2 separate regions of the Macaca mulatta genome follow, and region 1 is linked to region 2. The links are chromatin contacts, called in public Hi-C maps. All regions are on one chromosome and are shown on one strand. Each heading gives the region's core, a stretch centred on a gene start, on an enhancer-like site or on the middle of the called end of the contact. The rest is flanking DNA. Distances are from core to core; before and after follow the strand shown.

What was found. A called contact is a pair of places that touch in the nucleus more often than the background predicts.
Region 1: a Hi-C map of liver shows a contact between it and region 2, with 2.8 times the contacts expected there. The contact joins the promoter of CORO1C here to the promoter of ISCU in region 2. A contact is called at or near these places in 2 of 14 Hi-C or Micro-C datasets (fetal cortex germinal zone and liver).

What each region holds. Positions count from the first base shown.
Region 1 is chr11:115,867,158-115,872,939 of T2T-MMU8v2.0, reverse strand. CORO1C (coronin 1C) reads left to right here and starts at 3,985. Exons shown (of 11, transcript NM_001265934.1): 1 at 3,985-4,082.
Region 2 is chr11:115,688,029-115,694,113 of T2T-MMU8v2.0, reverse strand. It overlaps ISCU (iron-sulfur cluster assembly enzyme), which reads right to left and starts at 3,079. Exons shown (of 5, transcript NM_001261474.1): 1 at 2,913-3,079; 2 at 1,290-1,403; 3 at 286-396. The coding sequence starts at 3,026. SART3 (spliceosome associated factor 3, U4/U6 recycling protein) reads left to right here and starts at 4,448. Exons shown (of 19, transcript NM_001257555.1): 1 at 4,448-4,770. The coding sequence starts at 4,459. It overlaps LOC144333019 (a long non-coding RNA gene), which reads right to left. Exons shown (of 2, transcript XR_013401325.1): 2 at 4,445-6,077.

The DNA.
Region 1 (5,782 bases), core at 2,736-5,235, 180 kb before region 2:
ATTGCTGTAGGTTCAAGAACAATGAGATGATGGGGTTTTCTCCCAGCAGAGTTATGCAGTTTTCCTGTTTCTGGAATTAGCAGCTCTCAGCTGACCACATTTAGGGTAGGTATGGAGTGAGAGTGAGGTGGCGTTGCTTCTGGCATTGGGTGCTTCCTGTGCAAGAATCACCTCCTCAAATGCAGGGCTAAAACTAGGAACTGAAAGAGGCAGTCAGAAGATGAAGGCCTTGGGATCTTTTGTAGTATATTCCATGGCAACTTTCTGGCGGTATCATCTGGTAGGGGGAATTCTTCTAATTTCATCATTATCATTTCATCACTTCTAATTTCTCTTTTTTTTTTTTGATACGGAGTCTCGCTCTGTCGCCCAAACTGGAGTGTAGTGGCATGATCTCGGCTCACTGCAAGCTCCGCCTCCCGGGTTCACACCATTCTCCTGCCTCAGCCTCCCAAGTAGCTGGGACCACAGGCGCCCGCCACCATGCCCAGCTAAATTTTTTGTATTTTTAGTAGAGACAGGGTTTCACCGTGTTAGCCAGGATGGTCTCGATCTCCTGACCTCGTGATCTGCCCACCTCGGCCTCCCAAAGTGCTGGGATTACAGGCGTGAGCCACTGCGCCTGGCCCATCACTTCTAATTTCATCATTTATCTATGATCTTATGGAACCCCAATATTTTTTTATTTTTATTTTTATTTACTTCTTTTTTTTTTTTTTTTCAGAGTCTCATTCTCGCCCAGGCTGGAGTGCAGTGGCGCTATCTAGGCTCACTGCAACCTCCACTTCCAAACTCGAGTTCAAGCAATTCTTCTGCCTCAGCCTCCTGAATAGCTGGGATTATAGGCGTGTGCCACCATGCCTGGCTAATTTTTGTATTTTTAGTAGAGACAGGATTTCATCATGTTGGTCAGGCTGGTCTCGAACTCCTGACCTCAAGCAATCTGCCCGCCTCAGCCTCCCAAGTGCTGGGATTACAGGTGTGAGCCGCTACTCCTGGCCGGAACCCTGTGATTTTTAAACATCAACATGTTTTAAAACACCTACTTTGTGCTGGGCACTGTGTTGGGTGCTTTGCCATGTCCTAATTCATTAAATCTAAACTCCTGAATATTCAAAACCACTTCCTGAAGCATTTACATGATCCCGGTGATATATAGGCAAGGAGAATACAGCTCAGAGAGGGGAAGTGACTTGCTGAACGTCACACAATGAGTAACAGGTGGAACCTGAATTTAAACCTAAACCAGCCAGAATCCAAAGTCCATGGTTTTTTCAGTTCTGTCATGCTGCCACAGAGGCAGTTTAGTGTAATGACTAACTGGCTAAGAGTGCAGGCTCTGCATTTAGATGGATGTGGGTTCTACGTGGTTCAAGCCATGTGACTTGGACAAGGAATTTAACTTCTCTGAGTCTCAGTTTCTTCACCTTTATGGGTGGGGATTAGGAATCCCTTCTGGGTTGGGTGTGGTGGCTCACGCTTGTAATTCCAATGCTTTGGGAGGCCCAAGTGGGAGGATATCTTGAGCCTAGGAATTTGGGACTAGCCTGGGCAACAAAACAAGACCCCATCTGTACAAAAAGTAAAAATATTAGTGAGCAAGGTGGTGTGCACCTGTAGTTTTAGCTACTGGGGAGGCTGAGGTGGAAGGATTGCTTGAGCCTGGTAGTTTGAGGCTGCAGTGAGCCAGATGGAGCCACTGCTTTCAGCCTGGGCAAAAGAGTGAGACTGTGTCTCAAAAAGAAAAAAAAATAGAATTATTTCCGTGGCCATAGGATTGTTGAGCAATTTCAGAAGATTCTGCATGTAAAGCACTCAGATAGGGCCTAGCATGTGTAAGTGATGGCTAAATGTTAGCCATAATCTGTTTCCAAAGAATAAGCCAGCTTACTCGGTGGTTTCCAGTTAGAACTCAAAGCACTTTACCAATGTTCATTTTCCCCAAAGCACTTAGAACTCACTGCTATCAATGCCCCTGTTTAATTTATTAACTAGTGAATTTTAAAAAATCAACTTATATTGTTCAAAACTATTGAATTGTGGGCACAGTGGCTCATGCCTGTAATCCCAACACTTTGGGAGGCCGAGGTGGGAGGATCTCTTGAGCTCAGGAGTTTGAGGCCAGCCTGGGCAACATAGCAGGACCTCATCTCTACAAAAAAATGTTAAAAATTTCACTGGGCATGGTGGCACGTGCCTGTAGTCTCAGCTACGTGGGAGGCTGAGGTGGGAGGATTGCTTGAGCCAGGGAGGTCCATGCTGCAGTGAGCCGTGGACCGCCCCACTGCACTCCAGCCTGAGCGACAGAGCAAGGGTCTGTCTCAAACAAACAAAAACAAGTGAATTGTTTTTGAACCGCACCATATGGCAGGCACTGCAGTAGGTGTTTTATCACGTTTATCTCATTTAAATAAAGTGAGTGGCAAATCTTGCTGCAGGAAGAGTGCTGAATTCCTCTTATTAGGAGTGGCTGCTTGAAGGCAAAATAAAACCCAACCTTTCATTTTCTTGAGTCCCAGCAGTAGCAGCAACAGGGACTGTCGAGGGTTTATTACAAGCCAGGAACCCTTCTAAGCCTATTACTATTATCCTGGTGTAAAAGTAATCGCGGTTTTTGCCATTCCTTTTAATGGCAAAAAGTAATGCCATGATCATGGCTGCTAATATGCTCTCATGGAACCCTGTGAGGGAGGGGCTGTTATTATCCCCATTTTACAGATAAAGAAACTGACCCTAAGAGAGAATTTGCTGTGATAGCTGTCTTAGTTCAGGTCGAGCCTGATTTAAATAACACACGTTTCTGAGGCCGACGCTTAAAATAAAAAAAATCCCCCTGTGAATGGCAAAGATGTCTTGTTTGGGAAACAAGTAGCCCTACCCCTCAGTCAATTCGGTTCCCCAGGCTCTGTTTTCTCAAATCTCGGTATTTCAGAGCTTAGTATTTCAGAAACGGATTTTGGCTATTAACAGGACAATTTCTTCATGCTAAAGATTAGGGAACTCTGGCCCAGAGAGGTAAGAGAACTATCCCAGGTCACACAGTCTGACGGCAGCAGAGCTGAGGCTCAAATTCCTGTGCTCCGACTTTCAGGCCCGGGCCGCCGAGTTATTAAGGGACTCCGGCCAGGGAAAGGAAGGGAGGAACCCTGAAGTTTCCATTCCCTCACCTGCGAAATGGGGTCAATCACGGGCCCTCTTTGGTGTTACGTGGGTGTGGCCCAGCCCAGGGGCGGACACCCTGCACTAGGAATGTGACAATGGACGGTTCAGGGAGGGCTGGAACTTCGGCAGTCCTCAGGGGAGGTGGTGGGAGTGTGTGACGGAGCCAGGGCGGAGCCTCGGGGGCCAGAGGCGTGGATTCGCGAATTCGGGGCGGGGCTTGAGGTTTAAACGTTGAGATCGGGCAGTGGGCGGGGCTTGAGATGCTAGGAATAGGGTTGCAGTCCTTGGGCGGGGCTTCTGGAAGACGGGGCGGGGCTTTGTGAGGCTGCTGGGCGAGTTCTGAAGCAGTGGGAGGGCAGCCGGGCTTAGGGAACCAGGAGGCTGCTTTAAGGACTTGGATAGGCAGTGCGCGGGGCTCAGAAGAGCTAATGTTCCTGTATTAAGGGATTCTGGGGGAATCTTTGAGGAGCTAGGGGACGTGGCCTCGCAGAGCCTAGCGGGTCAGTGAGCGGGGCTCTAACAACCCGGCTCCGGGGTCTAAGGAGCAGTGGGCGTGGCTCAGAGGCGCCTGTGGGCGTGGCCCTCTGGCCACTCAGATGACTGGAGAGCTGGGCGTGCGCTTGGGCACCGTCTGCATCCCTCGGCACGACCAGAGGGGGCGTAGCAAGGCGTGGAACGTGGGGTGGGAAGCGGGCTTCCCCTCCCGGAAATGGGCGTGGCGTGCCGCAGCCCGGCAGCCCTGGTTGGGCCCCGCGCGGTGCGGGGGCGGGGCCTACACGCGGTGGCGGGGGCGGGGGCGGCTGCCCGCGCCCCTCCCCCTCACAGCGCTCAGTGCCAGGCGGGAGGCGGCAGCGGTTGGAGGCTTCGCCCTGCTTTGCAGCAGGGACTTCGGCGGCGGCGCCTCAGGCACCTCGGCCCGGGTGAGCGGCGCGCGCCCGACGGGGCAGCCTGAGAGCGAGTCGGGCGGGCGGACCTGTCCTCTGAGCCTGTGCCTGCGCGGGCTGACAGGAGCCGGCGGGGCGAGGGGCAGGGCTGGGTGGAGGGGACAGGGCTGGGTGGGCGTGCGGGGCGCGGGTTCACGGGCTGGGGTGCAAGGGGTTAGGCTGGGGGCTGCTGTCGGGGGCTCGGGGAAACGGAGTTGGGGACCGAACCAGGTGGCGTGGGAAGCGTGAAGCAGGGTCCCTGTGGGGAGGAGGCTTTCGAGGTCCGGAACGCTCCTAGCCGGGTGCGGAGCCGCCGGCCGAGGTGGGACGCGGCTGCCCAGGGAAGGCTTTTAGGGGTCAGGGATCGCCTGCTCGGGAGAGGTGCTGGGAGGGAAGGGCTGCTCCGGGCGAGGCGCAGAGCCCTGGGGCTTCAGGCCTGGGGACTGGGTTTGGGCCGCCCCAGGGAGCGAGTGGGTGGGGGCGGGCAGGGGCTGGGCTCACGTGGGGCCAAGGCGAGCTGGGCCCTGCGTCGGGAGGGGCGAGGGTGGCCGCCTGGCCTGCGGGTTTCCTGGCTTTGGGTGCGAGGCCAGCTCTGGGCCCTGCAGATCTCGGTTGGGGGTCAGGCAGGGCGGGGCAGGGCTGGAGCTGGAGTAATGTGGGTGGGGGCGGCTTGGGTAGAGGCTGAGCCTGGCCAAGGGAGCAGAGGGCTGGGACTGGCTGGGGGTTGGGAGGGGAGGAACGAAGCCGGAAGACTGTCGTCCGAGTGAACTGGGTGATTCAGAGGTGTGTTCCCCTAATAGCGGGGCAGCTGGCGAGGGACGCAGTAAAAGGGAGCGAGGTGCAGGTGGGGCCCCGCTGCGCCGAAATGATTGAGGATGAGGTCAGACGTGGAGGGTGGGAATGCAGAAACCGAGCTCTCCCGCCTGTCCCCACCGGCGCACGCTCCCCAGCTCTCCGTCTCTCAAATGATTTGAATGTGTGGGGGGAAGTGGCAGGCTGCGGTGAGAGCCGAGAAGAAAGGGGCTTCCTCTTGGAGGGAGGCGCTGGCCCTGCCATCCTTTTTTGGGAGTGTTCAAAGAATTTTGAACGCTGGAAAAGGAATCGTAGGCTTTACTGCATCACGGTTTAGAAACACATCCTATATTTGGCCGTAATGTAGGCTGCCCTTGTTTTGTGGTGTCTGAAGTGCTTGCTCTAAATGTTGCAAACGTGGGATTCAGAGTGCGAAGCAAATTGCAAGTTGTTCATTTCCCCCGGCATAGTAAGATACAAAGGCTTTTCCCTCCTATAAGACATTTGAAAAGAATTGAATGTAGTGTGCGTTTAATAAACTGGTCTTGGGTGGCGAATATATTTACTCTTGGAAATAGTTATCACAAAATATTAGGCCCTCTTACCGCAGCCTTTCTGCCTGGAATTACATTCTAAAACAGTACTTGTAGGGCTCTTAGTCACTCTATATAATAATGCATCTCATTGTCCTTATCTGGCAGAACGTTCTCCTGACACCAGGGCCTGCTGGAATAGACAGAAACATGATTAAGTATAAGCAGTTGCTTTGTACCGTCTGTTCAGTTGTGAAGGCAAATAGATATCTGTTTAATATTAATTCACTTTCTGCATTCCCTGTAAAACTGAAGAAATGTGCAAAATCTATTTTGGACTTGGTTCTATACATTTCAGATGATTTAAGGAAA
Region 2 (6,085 bases), core at 1,830-4,329:
CTAAATTCTATTTTGTTAGAGGGACAGGTGAGGATCTTTTTTGTATGTAATTAACACCCAAACAAACAAACAAAATGATCAACAAGAAAAAAACCCAAACATCATCTAGAATGATCTATAATTCCCAATTTGAAGAATTAATATAATCAACATCTGTATAGCAGAAACTTTAAAAATTCAGAATATTAAAAAAAAGTTATGGTTGTTTTTGACCCATTAGACCCGTCAAGAGACAGGCTTGGGGTGAATGCAATTTCATTCTGTCAGATTTGTGAGCAACCTTACCGTCTTTCCTTTCACCCATTCAGTGGCTAATGAGCTGGAGGCAATTGCAGAACCACAGCCAAATGTTTTAAACCTAGCATCCACAATTTTCCCCTTTTCATCCACTTGAATCTAGAAAAGAGACAAGAGTTAAGTGGTGAGTCCTAGGACCACCCTCTGGAACTTGGCACTCACGAAGTTTCATTGGGGCCTTCCCCAAGGGCTTTGGGCTTGCTTTCCATACTAAGTGATGGTATTAATTACTGATTTTGCCTTGTTTCAGAGAGCTCAGTGATGAAAAGTGAAATGCAGGGACAACTATCCAGGCCCAACTGACAAAGATCAGCTGAAAAATATGTTCCTCCACCCCAATATTATTTTGTTTTGCGACTCTGGCTTGCATTTTGGCTATGAACTTCTATTTGAGGCAGTCTGCTCACAGCTGCTGGGGCAATCTGCCTCTTAAACACTGAGAGAGTACACAATAAAGGTCTCTGGTTAATACTTTTTTCTTGGGCAGCAGATTATACTTAGTGGTTTCCTCCTGTTTTGTTTCTGTATTCCAAGATAGGTATGAAGATCTCTGGCAAGCTGCCCACTCACCATGAAGCAGCAGATTGGCGCTACAACAACAGTTTACCCAAAGCACTAGACACTATCTTCATGTTGCTCCCAATCTGGGGACAGGTTTAATTTACTGTGTTTCTTATCTCATTGGGGACTGCTAGCTCACTGGGATTTTCCTTTGATCAGTAAAATTTACAAAACTCTTTCGTTGGCTGAAGTTGGAATTTAAACTTATACAGTGAGTACAAAAATGAGATTACTTTTCTATTTCGGAAAAAGTCGGCATAGTACACTAGCCTAGCAGGAGAGCTACGATTGAGGCCCTGTTCCAATCATGTCTAACATGGACTCATCCCATCTCACAGGAATAAAGATGGAGACCGAGTGAAATGCTGTATGTGCAAGTGCTTTGTAAACTTAAAGGGATTATTGTTATCACTATTAAAGACTAGCCATACCTGTAATTTCATTACGTCACCACATGCTGGAGCCCCCACCAGTCCAGTTCCAACATTTTTAGATGTCTTGTCAAGGGACCCCACGTTTCTAGGATTTTCATAATGATCAACAACCTAAAATGAGAGGGTTAAGATAAATCGTGTTCACTCTCTATTGGTGCTGGTCTCTGGTATGGTGGCAAGCTCCTGGAAGTCAGCATCTTGAACCTGGCAGGCAATCACCAAATTTCACCTGAGTAGAAAGGTCTACACTCATGTCAGTGAGAACCATTTGTGACCCCCAATTCCTTTTGTGTCTCCTCTACAACTACTTCACAGATTAGCGACACCTAGAAGAAAAAAATATCAGTGAAATCATGTCTTAATTCCATAGGGTTTTTACAAAAATACTTGACTTTTACCCACCTACATCACCAGACTTGGGCTCAAACAGCAGTTTTGTTATTTTCAAATAAAAACTATCCTCAAAGGATGATTACTATTTAAAAATTCTAAAAATAACTATGGCCCAGGAAGGGAAAACTTTTAGAAGCCTTAAGGTGACTGTTACACAGAGAACAATGCTATGGAATGTGTACGTTTATGTGTCTTTCAAAATAAAAACAGTGCCATTACCGTATTTCAGAGCCTGTCATCACCCTGGTGCAGCAGCGCACCCTGGCTGCTGAAAGGCTGCTAGTCCAAGTTTCCTCGGGGTGTACCCTCAACGAAACACACCGCCGGGAGGGGGAGGAGTGAAGAAGCCCTTGGAGAAAGGGCAGAGGCCAGATCAGAATCAACATCTATTCGAACTGGCACACAGAAGGCCTTAATGTGGTTACTGGTTAGTAGTAAGCACCCCGATCTTCCAGTCCCCTTTTCCTCCCCATCTAAGGATTTTGACTCCAAGTAAAGGCCCCTATAGGATAGTATCTAACGGAGGGACTTTTTGTGCCACGTTGATTTATTCTGTTTCTAGAGTGGCAGTCTCACGTCTGGGGGACTTTGCGTCACCAGACAGCAAGGGGCTGCAAACTATGCATCTATCCCTCCTTCCCCGCCAAAAAAACCCCCAAAACAAAACAAAAACACTACGCATGTTGGTTACAAGTCTGACTCCCCTATGCACTCCTAAAGCAGTAACAAAAACGGTCTCCTCGTGCTGGGGCCTATGTGCCAGGAACCATGACAGGACTCCATGCACAGTATCCTTTGTAAGAGACAGCTGAGAGTCCTCATTTACACCTGGGGAAACAAGTTCAGAGAGGCGCAGTGACTAGCGCAAGGTCATCTGGCCAGGGCAGCAGCGTGGCTGAAGCCGGAGCCCGCTCCGGGGGTGTGTCTGTCAATGGACTGTAAAAGACAAGTCCCAACAGGACCCTGCCTCCTGGGCTGTTGGCGAATTTAAAGTTGGGACGCACGAAGTCGCGGCCAGCGGCGGGGCCCCCTGGAAGTCGCAGCCCGATAAGCGGTAACTGTTGTTTATCAGTTGCAGTGAGCCTCACTGCGTAGCAAGGGAAAGTGAGTCAGGGGAAAGACGTGGGAGGCGACAGCTAGTCCTGGCTGCGTAGAACCCCGCGGCCGCCGCTCCAGCCCAGGCCTCCCCCGAGTCGGCATTCCGCGTGTCCCCTCGTTTGTCCCTACCTTCTTGTGATAGAGTCGGGCCGGGGCCGATAGCTCCCGGGCGGGCAGGCGGGGGCTCCGGAGCAGCAGAGCCGACGCTGCCCGCCTCAGACGGCCAGCTCCAGCTGCCGCCATCTTGCCGGCTTGCGCCTGCGCCAGTCCAGAGCGATGCCGAGGGGCGGGGCGCGTCTGCGAGTCGGCGCCGAGCTGGGAGCGCGCCTCTCTGGCGTCACCGAGGCTTTGCGCCTGCGCCTTACCGTTCCGTGCAAGCCTCCGCCCTGTGGCCCCGCCTTGACCACGCCTCTCGGGGGCGGGCGGGGTCGGGAGCGGGAAGGTCTGAAGTCGCTAGAGGGCTTGTCCTGGGTGCTGGATTCTGGTTGAGAGAGGATCTCAGGCTTCTGCAGTGTGGGAATGCGGCGCAGAGGACCACTGAGTCCACTTTTCCTAACCCTATTTTGCAGCTAAGGAAGCTGAGATTCAGGGCAGTTTGGTCACTCCGTCCAAGGTCGCTTAGGGCTTAGGTTCAATTAGAATTCGAACTTGGGTAGTCCTGGGTTAGAATCCTGGTTCGGTTCCTTCCTGGCTGTGTGTCCCTAGACAAATGGTACCGGCTTGCTAAGTCTGAATCTTCCCTTTTGTATTAATTCGAGGACAATTCCTTCATCATGAAGCCAGCATCTGTGTCGAGTACCTACTATGTGTCAAGGCACTCTACTAGACCCGGGGATCCAACAGAAAGCAAAACAGACGTAATTCCTGCCTATTAAGCTTGCTAATGAGGGAGCAAGGTAGAGATAGAGACACACTCCAGTACTTGCCTACCTCAACAATGGGAAGCTTAAGAAGGAAACGAACACCATGTCCTGATTGAAAAAAAATGAGTATATGTCTATTTTTCTCTCTAAAACAACAGCAAATTCAATTTATATGTCGGTGCCTAGCAATTAAGAATTTCTAAAGAAATGCGTATTTACTGTTGGTTTGCAGTATGTGAGCTTATAAAACCGGAAAACTCAAGTGTATTTAACGCCTCCTAGGTACCAGATGTTTACATAAAGGGGAAGAATTTCTTTGGGAAATGGATTTTTCTCTTGAATGGTGAAATCGATCCTTCCCCGAGGACCTGCAGTTTTCTTTGCGTTTGAGGTGCAGTTGCTGGGGAGACTAAACCCAAGCGCCAGGTCACGCTAGGCGATAAGTAAGGTATTTTTTCTAAGAATCACTTTGACCTTCTCAAGATGGCGCCAAATTCTTTACTACAGACACCACGCTCGCTCCATGACTTCCTCTATGGCCTCCACTTCCTGCCCAAAGACCCAACTTCTGTCCGAAGTTGTGACGGAACGTATGCCATGATAATGAGTTTTTTCTCTGGTGGGAGTTTTTACAGGGGTATAAAATAAAATGAATTTAGTGTATTTGGAGATTTTCTCGTTATCTAAGGTTCCCAGTTTCCCTTTCAGTGTCAAGAAAACGGGCTTTTGATAAGGCGCGCGCCGCGGGCAGCTTCTGCCTCAGCGGGTCTTTGGCGGCCGCGGGAAGACCCGAGAGTCATTAGAAGCGCAAGATGGCGACTGCGGCCGCAACCTCGGCTTCAGAACCTGAGGCTGAGTCCAAGGCTGGGCCCAAGGCTGACGGAGAGGAGGATGAGGTTAAGGCGGCGAGGACAAGAAGGAAGGTGTTATCGCGGGCTGTGGCCGCTGCGACATACAAGACCGTGGGGCCAGGGTGGGATCAGCAGGAGGAAGGCGTGAGCGAGAGCGATGGGGATGAGTACGCCATGGCTTCCTCCGCGGAGAGCTCCCCCGGGGAGTACGAGTGGGAATATGACGAAGAGGAGGAGAAGAACCAGCTGGAGATTGAGAGACTGGAGGAGCAGGTGGGCCCGGGGGTGGGCAGCGGGCACCTTCCAGTCTTTCAGGTCCTCAGGTCCCCGTGTCCTGGCCCGCCTCCCTAGTCCTCGGCGGCCATAAAGCCGCCAAGGCTGCAAACCCCTTTTTCATGACCGTAGCTCCTGTCATTTGAGTGCTTACTGCGTGCCCGGTGCTTTGCAAATGTTATCCCATTGAATCCTCCTCACCACCCTGTGAAGGAAGCCCTGTTATCTATCCCCATTTTATTGGAGGAAACTGAGGTTCGTGGAGGAAAGTCTCTTGCTCAAGATAATACTTCCTGCAAGTCAGGCCTCGTACTTTGATCCCATTCCAGAACTCCCCCTCGTAGCCACACGTCCAACAGTAGAAATACACTCGTTCACAAGAGACTGTTACTTTGTTGTGTAGGAATGACGGCGGTGATGAAACTTGTGGTAGGAAAAATATTGACCGCGATGGTGATAATAGAAATGGAAAGGTTTGCTGGTTCTGGAGGTTAAGGCCTCAGTTCTAGCTGTTCCACCCTTGTATGTCCTTGTGAGAATTTCTTAATTTCTCTGATCCTCTCGGCTTCCTCATCTGCAGATTGGGAGCAACAATGTCTGCATAATATAATTGTTGTAACAGTATCTATAGTCCAGTGCCTAGCATCTAGTCATAACATGGTCTTTCGTTTGTAACCTTACGAGGTGGTGATATCTACTGTATAATCCAGGATCTCAGCAGGAAATAGGTGGCACATTTAGATTAGGATGATCTGAGAGAAAGTAAGGGTGTGGGTAGGGAAATCAGGAGTGAAGGTTTAGTATCCCATGGCTAGTAACTCCAGAACCTGGTGTCCATCTTTGGGCCTGAAGGGGTGAAGGGAATGATCTGAGTTGTGTAGAGAGGGCACCTGAGACCTGCTGATAACTTTGTTCAAGGGATGCAGCCCCAGTTTCCTGTCAAGGATTGGGGTGGGGGAAGAAATACCTTGACCTCCCTTTCTTCCTTCCACCAAACTTCCCCTGCTGGTGCCTTCTGCTGGGCAGACCCATCTGGAAGCTGAAGAGCCAGAAAACCTGTATATGGGGTCTATACTCGGGGACACAGGGCAGGGAGGAGAGGGTAGGGTGTGTTTGGAGGGGGCAAACAGAAGAGATGGAGCACATTCTCTTTTTTTTTTTTGAGACAAGAGTCTCGCCCCGTCATCCAGGCTGGAGTGCAGTGGCACCATCTCGTCTCACTGCAAACTCTGCCTCCCTGGTTGAAGCGATTCTTCTGCCTCAGCCTTCCCAGTAGCTGGGATCCAGGCATGCCCCATTGCGCCCGGCTAATTTC